Regions from separate parts of the Mus musculus genome. Here all the other regions are linked to region 1. The links are chromatin contacts, called in public Hi-C and promoter capture Hi-C maps. All regions are on one chromosome and are shown on one strand. The core of a region is the stretch at or near the end of the contact, and the rest is flanking DNA. Distances in the headings are between cores, read along the strand shown.

What was found. Promoter capture Hi-C pulls out the DNA fragments that hold promoters and counts their contacts. Hi-C and Micro-C count contacts between places; a contact is called where the count stands out from the background.
Region 2: a contact with region 1 is called in a Hi-C map of bone marrow-derived macrophages, with 44 read pairs. The contact joins two enhancer-like sites. A contact is called at or near these places in 1 of 39 promoter capture datasets (the 3T3-L1 cell line), 2 of 15 datasets of contacts at CTCF or cohesin (CD8 T cells and large pre-B cells), 63 of 484 Hi-C or Micro-C datasets (the 63-12 cell line, B cells, the BV-2 cell line and 42 more), 11 of 115 datasets of contacts at active chromatin or transcription factors (CD8 T cells, the HPC-7 cell line, T-cell acute lymphoblastic leukemia and 6 more) and 3 of 9 other capture datasets (adipose tissue, embryonic stem cells and liver).
Region 3: a promoter capture Hi-C map of neutrophils shows a contact between it and region 1, with 4 times the contacts expected there. The contact joins the promoter of Sema4d here to the enhancer-like site in region 1. A contact is called at or near these places in 8 of 39 promoter capture datasets (the C10 cell line, the HPC-7 cell line, embryonic stem cells and 5 more), 1 of 15 datasets of contacts at CTCF or cohesin (CD8 T cells), 27 of 484 Hi-C or Micro-C datasets (B cells, CD4 T cells, ECoMG-derived neutrophils and 19 more), 21 of 115 datasets of contacts at active chromatin or transcription factors (the 230-238 cell line, CD8 T cells, the HPC-7 cell line and 13 more) and 3 of 9 other capture datasets (adipose tissue, liver and pancreatic islet).

The regions. Positions count from the first base shown.
Region 1 is chr13:51,709,305-51,712,863 of GRCm38.p6, forward strand. Sema4d (sema domain, immunoglobulin domain (Ig), transmembrane domain (TM) and short cytoplasmic domain, (semaphorin) 4D) reads right to left here. Exons shown (of 16, transcript NM_013660.5): 9 at 3,375-3,526; 10 at 2,145-2,320; 11 at 1,896-2,052; 12 at 608-830. Among named protein-coding and RNA genes, the nearest start is that of Secisbp2, 59 kb to the left of the region's middle. Within about 2 kb of position 1,632, at least 38 of the 459 cell types and tissues checked have an H3K27ac peak or open chromatin away from gene starts, as enhancers often do. A contact at or near this core is called in bone marrow-derived macrophages, erythroblasts, hematopoietic stem and progenitor cells and 2 more, where this site is marked.
Region 2 is chr13:51,814,913-51,818,471 of GRCm38.p6, forward strand. No RefSeq gene overlaps it. Among named protein-coding and RNA genes, the nearest start is that of Sema4d, 23 kb to the left of the region's middle. Within about 2 kb of position 1,954, at least 84 of the 459 cell types and tissues checked have an H3K27ac peak or open chromatin away from gene starts, as enhancers often do. A contact at or near this core is called in bone marrow-derived macrophages, erythroblasts and microglia, where this site is marked.
Region 3 is chr13:51,791,795-51,795,353 of GRCm38.p6, forward strand. Sema4d (sema domain, immunoglobulin domain (Ig), transmembrane domain (TM) and short cytoplasmic domain, (semaphorin) 4D) reads right to left here and starts at 1,884. Exons shown (of 16, transcript NM_013660.5): 1 at 1,703-1,884.

The DNA of each region.
Region 1 (3,559 bases), core at 382-2,881:
CAATGGGGCACTCAGAAGAGGACAACCCTGTCCTATGGTGGATTCCAATGACCTTCACCAACAAGGTTACACCCTGACACCTGAGCCACATTCAGTATAAGGTGGCCGTTGCACTTTACTGGTCTTCCAGGGGAGGTTAGGGGCCCAGGCAGGCAGACGAGGGCAAAATGTTCAAGTCATCTGGGAAGCTCTAAGGGTAGCCCCTGGGGCTCTGGCAGCTGCCATGCTCCAACTTTCCATCCCCATCCCAGAAGACATCTGAGAGAGAGTTGCATCTCCAAAGGCAGCTCGGGGCAGGACAGAACCTGGCTCCTACCTAGGAGGGGGCAGAGTCTCCCACTACCAATTAGGAAATACCAGGCCAGTCCCACTAGTCCCATGACAACAGGGACTATTTAACTCCACTCCAGCCCAGGTACGACAGGTTGGGACTTGCATTAGTAACCAGTGCCCCAGGTGCCTGATGGCCACAGAGACTCATAATCCCAGGTGCTGTGATACCTCAGAAATCCTTTTCTGCTGTCACAAACCTTCCTGGTACCTGGAGAGACCAAACCTACCTATAGATGGCTAAAAGTGAATTTCCCAATCTTACCAAGGAACCCACCTGTGCTGATGAACATGACGTCGTAGAAAGTCCCATCCAGGGCCTGGGTCCTGTCTACCACTATCTGGGTGTAGTTTACATCTTTTTTGATCAGCTTGGGTCTGTTGTCTATCGGGGTCACTGAGTCATCCATCAAAGGGTGGTCTTTTACAAACTGCAGTGTTTTGTCTGGGAGATTCAAGGAGCTGGTGTAGTTGGCTGCCCGGGCCTCACTGTCGATACACTGTGGGGTAAAAGCACCGCGGTCACATGCCCACTTAGCTTCAACTGAGCACACAGAAGAGAAGCCCTGGAGGGCCATGGTCACACTTCTCCAAAGAGTAACAGGGGCTAAGGTGACCTCCCCAGAGACAAAGAGCTGTGCTTTTAAAGCCACGGGACATAATTGTCTCAGGATCAGTAGAGGAATTAGTAGCCAATGAAAAAACTTAGCAAACTTCCAGATTAAAAAGCACTCATTTCACAGCTTTTCTATGAGAAGAAAGTATGCCAAAGGAAGCTTGTTAAATATTGTTATACAGACACACACACACAGAGAAAGAGAGAGAGAGAGAGAGAGAGAGAGAGAGAGAGAGAGAGAGAGAGAGAGAGAGAGAGAGAAAGAGAGAGAGAGAGAGAGAGAGAGAGAGGAGAGAGAGGAGAGAAAGCCAGATTCTGGGTAGCACAAAAGAAAAAAAAGTTGTAAAGAGTTTTTTTTTTTTGGTCCCAGCTCCCTAGCCATGTTTTACTGAACACCTGAATTATGAGTTATGAGAATAACCAGGTGTCGAGGCCAGACACTCACAGAACAGTCCATCCTGGGAGAGCTTCAAGAGCCAAGCCCCTCCATACCCACACCCATCCACCACGTGGCAACAATATGCAGGCAACCCTAGAATTTTCTTTACTAATTTACTGTATCTAGGAGGAAAGAATATGATTCCTGTTATCTAGTGGACAGGCTGCCTCAGGAGACAGCCCAGGCTGACAAACAGGTTTTTTTTGTCTGCAGGAAATGGGAAATGAAGCAAGCCTGCCATTGTGCAATGTCCACTTCTCAAAGGAGCCCGGCGGTAGACTCTCTCGTCCGGGCAGCATGCAGTGAGGCCTGCTACCCAACACAGAGGAGATCAGAAAGGAACAGCTTCACTGTTCACCCCAGGCCCGGCAGCTACTCAGCCCAGCACCCAGATTCCTGTTGCCATGCAACCCTCTGCCGGGATGCACTAGGATCTGTGTGGTCTCATGCTTGGGGGGCCTTGAGATCCAGAGAAGATGAGCCCTCCCCAGAGCTCGAGACCCTGCTTACCGCTCCAGGTCGGGGAGTGGGCACTGGGCCATTGTAGCGCACCCACTTGGTGTGAGACTGCTCCACTGTGGCACTCTGCATGTACTTTCCACGGGAGAAGACTGCCTCCACCGTGGCCAGTGTGTAGGCGCACACCGCTGACAGACCCACATTGTTCCTGTGGAGGGGAATCCGTGAGAGTGTCAGGAGGGCAGGAGGTCGTCAGGGTGACCAGGCCCCAACTGCCAAGGGACTCACAAGTGAACTCACAGCTGTGGGGTGAAGACCGCATAGAACACAGGCTCCTTGAGGCCCGGGGCCCTCAGCACAAACACATCCTGAAGTATGTTGAAGACCAGGCCACTGTCTGGCTTGGAGCAGATCAGCCTGGCCTTTAGGAAGGAGGTCCACTTTTTTTGCAAAGTCCGCAGGCCGCCCTGGTCGCCCTGGAATTCCAGAGACAGCACATGGTAGAGGCAGGACAGATGACTAGCCACAGAAGCAGGCGTCCATATGTCCCCAACCACGGCCTAGCCCAAGAATACTGAAGACAAGTTATGTAACCAAAGCAATACTTCCATGTGGGACAGGATCACAGAATACGAAAAGAGCCAAACACATTCAATGACAAGCAAAACCACCCCATCTGTGTCACATCAGCGTGCCACTGGCTTTGGCTCCTGCAGCATTCCCAGCTGTGACCCAGGAGTTAAACAAGTGATGGGAGGCCTCCTTCCCACCACAGACCCTGGCCCCGCAGACCATCCTAGGGCAAACACATGATCATCCACTAAGAGCTCCTTTTGTGCCCTCTTTGCCTGCTCAATCCTAGTCATTTTCAGGGAGCTGACGACTGAGACAACACAGACAGTTACAAACTATACTCCACTCTGGGCTGGAAAGAAATAAGGCGGCTCCCGTGTGCGTGATTGCATTTTCTGCAATTTCAGTTACCTGTGATTAGTGACACACTGAAAATATCACAAGTGCTCACTCTGACTAATTTTTTCCTCTTTGAGTTTCTTTCCTTTCATGTATGTGTGTATGTGCGGTGTGTCTCTATATGAGTGTTCGTGTGTGGGTGCATCTGGAGGCCAGAAGTTGATGTCAGGAACCATCCACCTTATTCTTTGAGGCAAGGTCTCATAATCAAACTCAGAGCTTGCCGATGAGGACAGCCCCACTAGCAGGCCCTATCTCCACTTTTCTACAGAGGATCCGCTCAGCATCTATAGGTTCTGGAGATCTGAACGCTGGTCCTTTTGTTTCCGTGGTAAGCATTTTAACCACTAAGCCATCTTCCCAATCCTACTTTGGGTCTCAAGAGAAACCATGCACATACCTCTAAAACTCTTATTGCTGGTCTCTTACTGTGCCTCAACTGTACATTAAACTTTGCCGCAGGGGTCTCTACCCATAGGAGATGGCCACACTTCCAGAGAGGAATCTTGGAGTGGCATCATGCAGGACTGTGGGTGGGAACAGGGAGACAGCACCCACCTTGCACACCCTGGCAACTCGCGGGATCATCAACTTGAAGACGAATTCGTACTCCACGGATACCTCCGTAAAAAAGAAGTAGACCTTGTCATCTTCACCCTCCGGACCATCTGGGCTTTTCTGGATCACGTCAGCAAAGACGAAGCTAGGCTCTGTGGGGTGGCATCACAGGATGGTTTCTGTAC
Region 2 (3,559 bases), core at 704-3,203, 110 kb after region 1:
CTACCTGTAAAGCGCGCCCTCTCTAAGCCAACTGAATCTGGATTTCCCCCTTAGGTTCTCTCAGTATGTGCACGTACGGAGGACCAAGGGGATGTCAGCAGTCACCTCCCATCAGTCATTCATCTTATTCTTTGAGACAGGTTTCTCAATCAAGCCCAGTGTTCACTGATACGGCTAGTCTTACTAGCCAGCTTATTCTGGGGTCTCCTGTCTCCTCGTTCTGGGGTCAGAATTTCAGGTGGGCCACCATGTCCACTCGACATTTATGAGAGTTCTGGGGGGTGGGGGTGTCTAAACCTTGATATTCATACTTGAGCAGCAGGCACGTTAACAACTGAGCCATCTCCTCAGCCTCTCTCATTTATTTCTTTTGAAAAGGAAATATTTTAAATTTTACGTGTGTGTGTGTGTGTGTATGCATGTATGTTTGCATGTGTGTGTGCATACGCCTGCAGCAGCCAGAACAGCTTTGCATTCCCTGGAGTTTTCATTACAGGAGATTGTGAACCATCCCATATAGATGCTGGGAACCAACTTTGGGTCCTCTGGAAGAGCAACAAATGCCTTAACTGCCAAGCGCCCCCCAACCCCCTGCTCCACCCCCCACCCCCACCCCGCCTCTCGGAGTCTTACTTTGTTGCCCTAGTGTCTTAGTTAGGGTTTTACTGCTGTGAACAAACACCATGACCAAGGCAACTCTTTTTTTTTTTTTTTTTTGAGACAGGGTTTCTCTGTATAGCTCTGGCTGTCCTGGAACTCATTCTGTAGACCAGGCTGGCCTCGAACTCAGAAATCCACCTGCCTCTGCCTCCCAAAGTGTGTGCCACCACTGCCCATCCCAAGGCAACTCTTATAAGGACACCATTTAATTGGGGCTGGATTACAGGTTCAGAGGTTCAGTCCATTATCATCAAGGCAGGAACATGGTAGCATCTAGGAAGGCTTGGTACAAGAGGAGTTGAGAGTTCTACATCTTCATCTGAAGGCTGCTAGCAGAATACTGGCTTCCAGGCAGCTAGGATGAGGGTCTTAAAGGCCACGCCCACCGTGACATACCCACTCCAAGGCCACACCCACTCCAACAGGGTCACACCTCCAAATAGTGCCACTCCCTGGGCCAAACCTAGTCAAATCATCACACCTAGTCTAGTCTTAAACACCCTGGCTCAAGAGCTCCCCCTGCCTCAGCCTCTCCGGTAGCTGAGACTACAAGGTACCTGCTTACTCTCCTCAACTTCCTTATTTTCTGTTCCCAGCTGGTTTTGCTTTGCTTTCTTCTCTGTCCTTTAATAACTTCCAGCACTTTATTTCCTTGCCTTGCCTCATCCTCCCGAGGCGAAGGTCTTCTGACTTTAAAGTATTGTGTTTATCAGTTAGAATATAAATAAACGTACAGAAAATAATGAGTCACTCATGAGCTCCATCCGGCTTCAGTGGGAGACCCAGACACAACAGTGCTTCCTGTTCTCATGGGATGGGAAGGAGGCCCTCAGCCCTGTGTCAAGAGTTGTCTGATATGACAGCGACACAGAAGGGTGACATCCAAATGAAGAACTCCAGGCGAGGATTTATGGGATCTCAGAGGCAAACTGATAGGTTTCTCTGGAATCATGCTCCCAGAAGAATAGATCAGAGAGAAGTCATCTTAGGTCCATGGGTAGTTCTGAGCCTGGCTCTGTCTGGTAACTTGGACCATCTGCAGAGGAGCTATCTATCATAGGCAGGCTGCCAGGCAGGAGGCAGCTGAAGGGCTGGCGGGAACAGCCATTTTCCAGAGCAGAAAGGGCTGCCTCTTGGCCTGGCTGGACACAATGCAGCATGTTTTCAGACTATAATTGGTGACATCCCCAACCAGGGACACAGTTAAGAGACACTGCTTTGCACAGGGTAGGACAGAGCTATGATTTAGACCCACCTCTTTGCTTACAGTCTTCAAGGCAAGAGAGCAGCCCAGGGGCTCCTGCCGTAAACACATAACATGTGTGCACACCCAGGATAACACGCATGAGGTTGGGCCATGCATAATAACAAGCCTTGCCAGATGGCTGGCTGCTCTGGGCCCGATTTTCCTAAGATGGCATTCATCACGTTGAGGGGGGTGGGAATACAATTTCTGCTCTTTCTAAATGAACACAAGTACGTTTCTATGCCATGATGTCATTTACACGACTGAAGGAAAGATAATTCCGGCACACATTTCTATCTGGTCTTTGAAATAGAATCAAGGCAAGTCCACAATGAAATTGGGCTCCCCAGCCAACAGCAGAGAGCATTCTTCATGGCTGCCTAGTTTTGTTCTTGACCCTCAGGTTCCATGGTTGACCGGAAAGCAAGATTCGGAAACCATGCTTGATTTTTTGCTTTGTTTTTGTTTTTAAGACCATAGGACTTGCTTGGTGAATTTTAGCCTGGTGTGAGCACCAGGCCTCTCAGAAGCAGCTATAGACACTTGATAAGAACAGCCACTTGCCTGCATTAGGCTCTGTCTGCAGAGAGCCATGGACTGTGGATCACTGTCTATGCTGCTGTCTTAGGGCCTCACTGATTGCTTCTGAACTTGACCATCTGAGGCAGTAGGCAGTAGTGTGATTGAGTCAGGCTTCCCCATTCCACTTCATGGGACAGTTTTCCTTCCTTTTCTTTCCTTTTTTTGTGAACATATACTGCTGTGTGTGTGTGTGTGTGTGTGTGTGTGTGTGTGTGTGTGTGTGTGTGTCTGTCTGTCTGTCTGTCTGTCTGTCTGCCTGCCTGCCTGCCTGCCTGCCTGCCTGCCTGCCTGCCTGTCGTCTGTCTGTTTTTCAGCTAGAGAACTCAGGAACTATCTATTTTTTGAGCTGGTTTTCCCACTGACCCAGGGACTCACTGGTTAGGCTGCCTGGCCCCTCCGGCACTTAGATTGCTAGGGCAAATCACCACATCTAGCTTTTTATTCTGTAGCTGCTGGAACTGAACTCAGTTCTTTATGCCTGCAAGGCAAGTACTTTACTGACTAAATGCTCTGCCCAGCTCCATTTGGGACCATTTCCCCGAACAAGGAACTCGTTTCTTTTTAGAGGAATTAAGTCATTTACAAAAATCATAAAACCCGCATAGCATACACTTGACCAGGAGGCAGTACCTAGAACAGCCCAGATTTGAGTCTTGGTGTCCTTCTTTCAAACTATAGCTAGGCATGGCCATTACTGCCCCAGTATCTGTAGGTCCTGTAGGCATGTACATGACTGTACAGACCATAAACAATTCAAACAAAAGACTCCCTGAGGCTAAGACCAGGCAGATGATGTGGCTGGGCCAGAGGATGTGTGAGCCTCATTCCATGATGAGGAGGGAAATAGGCACCAATCCTCCCTAGGGATTCCTAACTGCCCTCCTTATTGCTAGCCTTAGCCTCTCAGGCCCCAGCTCACAGCAAGACTGTGCCAACCTCTGCAAGATCCATGTGACAACTGTTGAGCCAGGTGCAGACTGGCCACACTGCCCAGAGGGAACCTTTCCCTAACCGCTGAGGCACCAGCTTAGACAGGTTAAAATGGGGTTACTCAAGAGGCTAAGAGCAGAG
Region 3 (3,559 bases), core at 634-3,133, 83 kb after region 1:
CAGGCACCTCATCCCTCAGTCCAGGGCAGGCAGCCACCTGCCAAGACTCCAACCACTGGGGAGGAGTCTCTGTAAGGCACACAATGACAGCCAGAAGTCATTGGAGTCTATAGACAGAGGGACTTCGCAGCTCCATTTCAAAGGACAGACTTAAACAAGCCCATCACAGGAAGGCAGCCTCTGACTCTTGCCCTGGCTCCAGGTCGCACATCCATCGTGCAAGAACGGCAATGCCACAACTGGTATAGGCAACGTGTGTCTGTTTCTTTGGTTTACTTGCTGTGTGGACCAGCCAGACCTAACTGAGTCTTATGGTCAGGAAAGACAAGCTTTGCCCACACCAACATCCCTGCTCACTATTCTATCCATTCCGCTTCTCAACAGATGATCGCTCTGACGTGATGCACACAGACAGCAACGGTCAAAATGACAATCAGGCCATTATAGTCGCTACCGGGATCTACCCCCACCTCTGCCCAAGACTGCCTGCTTCTGGGACACTGTAAACATTCCCAAATAACCCTGCCTGCCTGGGCAGACAAGAGACAAGTCAGACGCCAGGGGCACATATGAAGTGACAGACCGCTGGTGTCACTTCACCCTCCTGGGAAGGAAACTTCCGTTTGGTAGCGCCTGGTAGACCCACAGCTGGGTCAGATGGCTGGCTACAGGCCCCCAGTCCAGTGAGAGGTTGGGCCACCCACGGGCCTGGGCTGTGCTCCACACAGTGAGGGTTTTCAAAACAAAAGCAGGACAAGTTCATGTGGCAAATGACCCAGTATGTAGGGGCAGGCCTTCACCACATGCTTCATTGAAAGCCAAAACTCCACATTCACCCACAGAGAGACTAAACAGAAAACATATAGAGGGCAGCTACGTGCTCAGCGCTGTTTTGTTTTTTGGCTGATTTTTTTCCCCAAGCCATAACTGGCTGAGCCCCAACAGAACCAGCCCCCTGCAAATCATCGGGCGCCAGCAACAGGTGCAGCTCGAGCTAAAGCTGGTGGTGGTTCCGGGCGGTTCTAGAATAACGCAGCCCGAATCTTCCAGGAAGCCACCGCCTTGCAGTGCCCACTGCCCGGCGGTGGCAACCTCACCGCGGCCGCACCTGTCTGAGTGCACCGCGCCACATCCGGTGCACCCGAGCCAAGGCCTGGGAGACCGAAATAGAAGCTGGTTAGGCCGGGGCTGGGAGCCCGGCTACGGGCACCGGGCCTGACCTGGGAGGCACCGATCAAGGAGTCAGCACCCGGGGGTCCCAGCGTGCAGGGCCTGGCTGGTCAAGTCGCATCCGCTGCCTGTCCCGTGTCCCTGCTCCAGCCACCTGCCTGCCAGGGCCTGGCGGGAGCTAGGGAAGGGACGCCGGAGAGAGATCCGGGCTGGGGTGGAACTGCAGAGAGGGTCTGGAAAACGCGGTGGAAATGTAGAGGGGGGTGAGGAATCCGGATGGGACTCAGAGGGGACCCAAAGGATCCTGATGCGAACGCAGAGGGAGTCCGGGGGCATCCAGGTGGGAATGCAGACTAGGTCCTAGCGGTGTGGGAGAACCTGGGGAAGAAGCTCGGAGAGGGATCCTGGGAGCCCCGAGGGGGTCGCAGGAGAGGCTCCAACAGGGTTCCTAGGTTTACCGCGGGGGCTCGCCGCGCTCCGCGCACCTGCCCAACCCCGCGCGCGCTCCTCCCGCGCCGGCCCAGTCGCTTACCTGGAGCGCGCGTCCGACCCGCGGAGGCTCTCGGCGGGGGCTGGCCAGGCCAGCTCCGCGCCAAGAATGGCGGCGGCGTTGGTGGCAGCGACGACAGAGGCGAACGGCGCCAGGAGCTTGAGTCGGGGAGGCCGGGAGACGCGCGGAGATGCTGCGGCGCGAGAGGGAGCGGAGGCCGGCGTGGGGAAGGAGGGCGCGGGGCTAGCGTGCAGGCCCCACCCCCTCTCCCTCCCTTCCCGCCTCCTCCCCTCCCCCTCCCGTCTCTTCCCTCCCTTCGCCCCTCCCCCTTCCTCCTAGTCCCTCCTCTCACCCCAACCTCTCTCCCTTCTTCCTTGCCCTCCCGCGCCCCGCCCCTGTCTTCACCTACCCCAGTCTTTTTCTCCTGCTCCCCTCTTGTTTCCTTTCTCCCTCCCTTCCTTTCCTTCCCCATTTACCTTCCACCACCTCTTCCTCTTTTCATCCAACTCCCTCGTCCTCTTCCCCCGTGTCCCCCCCCCCCCGTCCCCCATCCCCCAAAGCCCCATGGTCCAGACCCCAGGGGCTCTTTCCTACCCAAGTCTGGTCTCTTGAAAACAGAGGAGATTACCAGCAAAAGGAGCCTTTTGATCCTTTCAGCCTCCTAATGATCCAGCCTGCTCGTCCAGGTCCCCAAAGTCTCCTGTGCCCCATGCTCTGGGGTCACCAGCGTTGACCCCAGAGATGCTGGGCTCTTACCTTTATGATCTAGGATAGACCCTTTGGGGTTCTCAATGCAAGGTGTGGGTGGTTCTTCCCATGGACCAAGGCTTCCTGTATGCAGCTCCCGATGAGATACATTTCTAACTAATTCTGGGCCTTCCGAAGTTGGTTGGTACAAAGGGTAGACATAGCCAGGTCCTTAACATGCTTTCTGAGGTTGGTGCTCCAGAACCTATGATTAAAAAAAAACCCAGACAGTGGTGCTTTGTTGTAATCCCAGTGTTGAGGCAGAGACTATTGGTGGAACCCTGGATGGAGTTCACTGGCCAGCCAGCCTGCCTTACTTAATCCGAAGTCAGACTCAGATTTCAGTAAGGGACCCTGTCTCCTAAAACTAAGTGGACAACACCTGGGTTGACCTCATGGCATATTGCATGGGTACACACACACAGACACACACACACACTGCAGCCACAGGGCATGTCCTTTTCTGCCCTTGAAGGGAGAAGTGACCCTCAGTTCACACAGTAACTGGCCAGGTGGGAAGTGCTGCCCAGAGACACAGTCCCTCCCTAAAAGGAAACCCAGTTCCTTAATGAACCTGCCGGAAGAACCAAGAAATAGATCAAGACCAGTCTCTAGGCAGACTGGTGGCTTCCTGAATTCCAGAAGGCCCTTAGGGGCTTCCAGCAGGGATGAGGCTGTTGGGAAGGCAGGCAGCTGACAGCAGTTAAACTGAGCAAGCCCTTCCTAAAGGATAGAAGGTCCTAGAAAGAACCAGGAAGCTTCTTCAGGTTAGGTGTGCCAGTCAGTGCTGGCTCAGAGAGCACAATAGGCCTACTAGAGGTCAAAACAGTAGAACCAACCAGAGGAGGGTCGGTTGTCTTTGCTCTAGGGCTGTGTTTCTCAACCTGTGGGTCAAGAACCCTTTGAGGGTGGGAATTCGAAGGTCTTGTTCACAGGGGTCACCTAAGACCATTGGAGAACACAGATATTTACATTATAATTCATAACAGTAGCAAAATTACAGTTACAAAGTAGCAACAAAACTAATTTTATGGTTGGGGAGCCATCACAACAGGAGGAACACTATCACAGGGTCACAGCATCAGGAAGGTTGCCGACCAGTGCTCTAGGGGGGCTCATAACCTGCATTGAATCTAGAACCTGACAAAACTC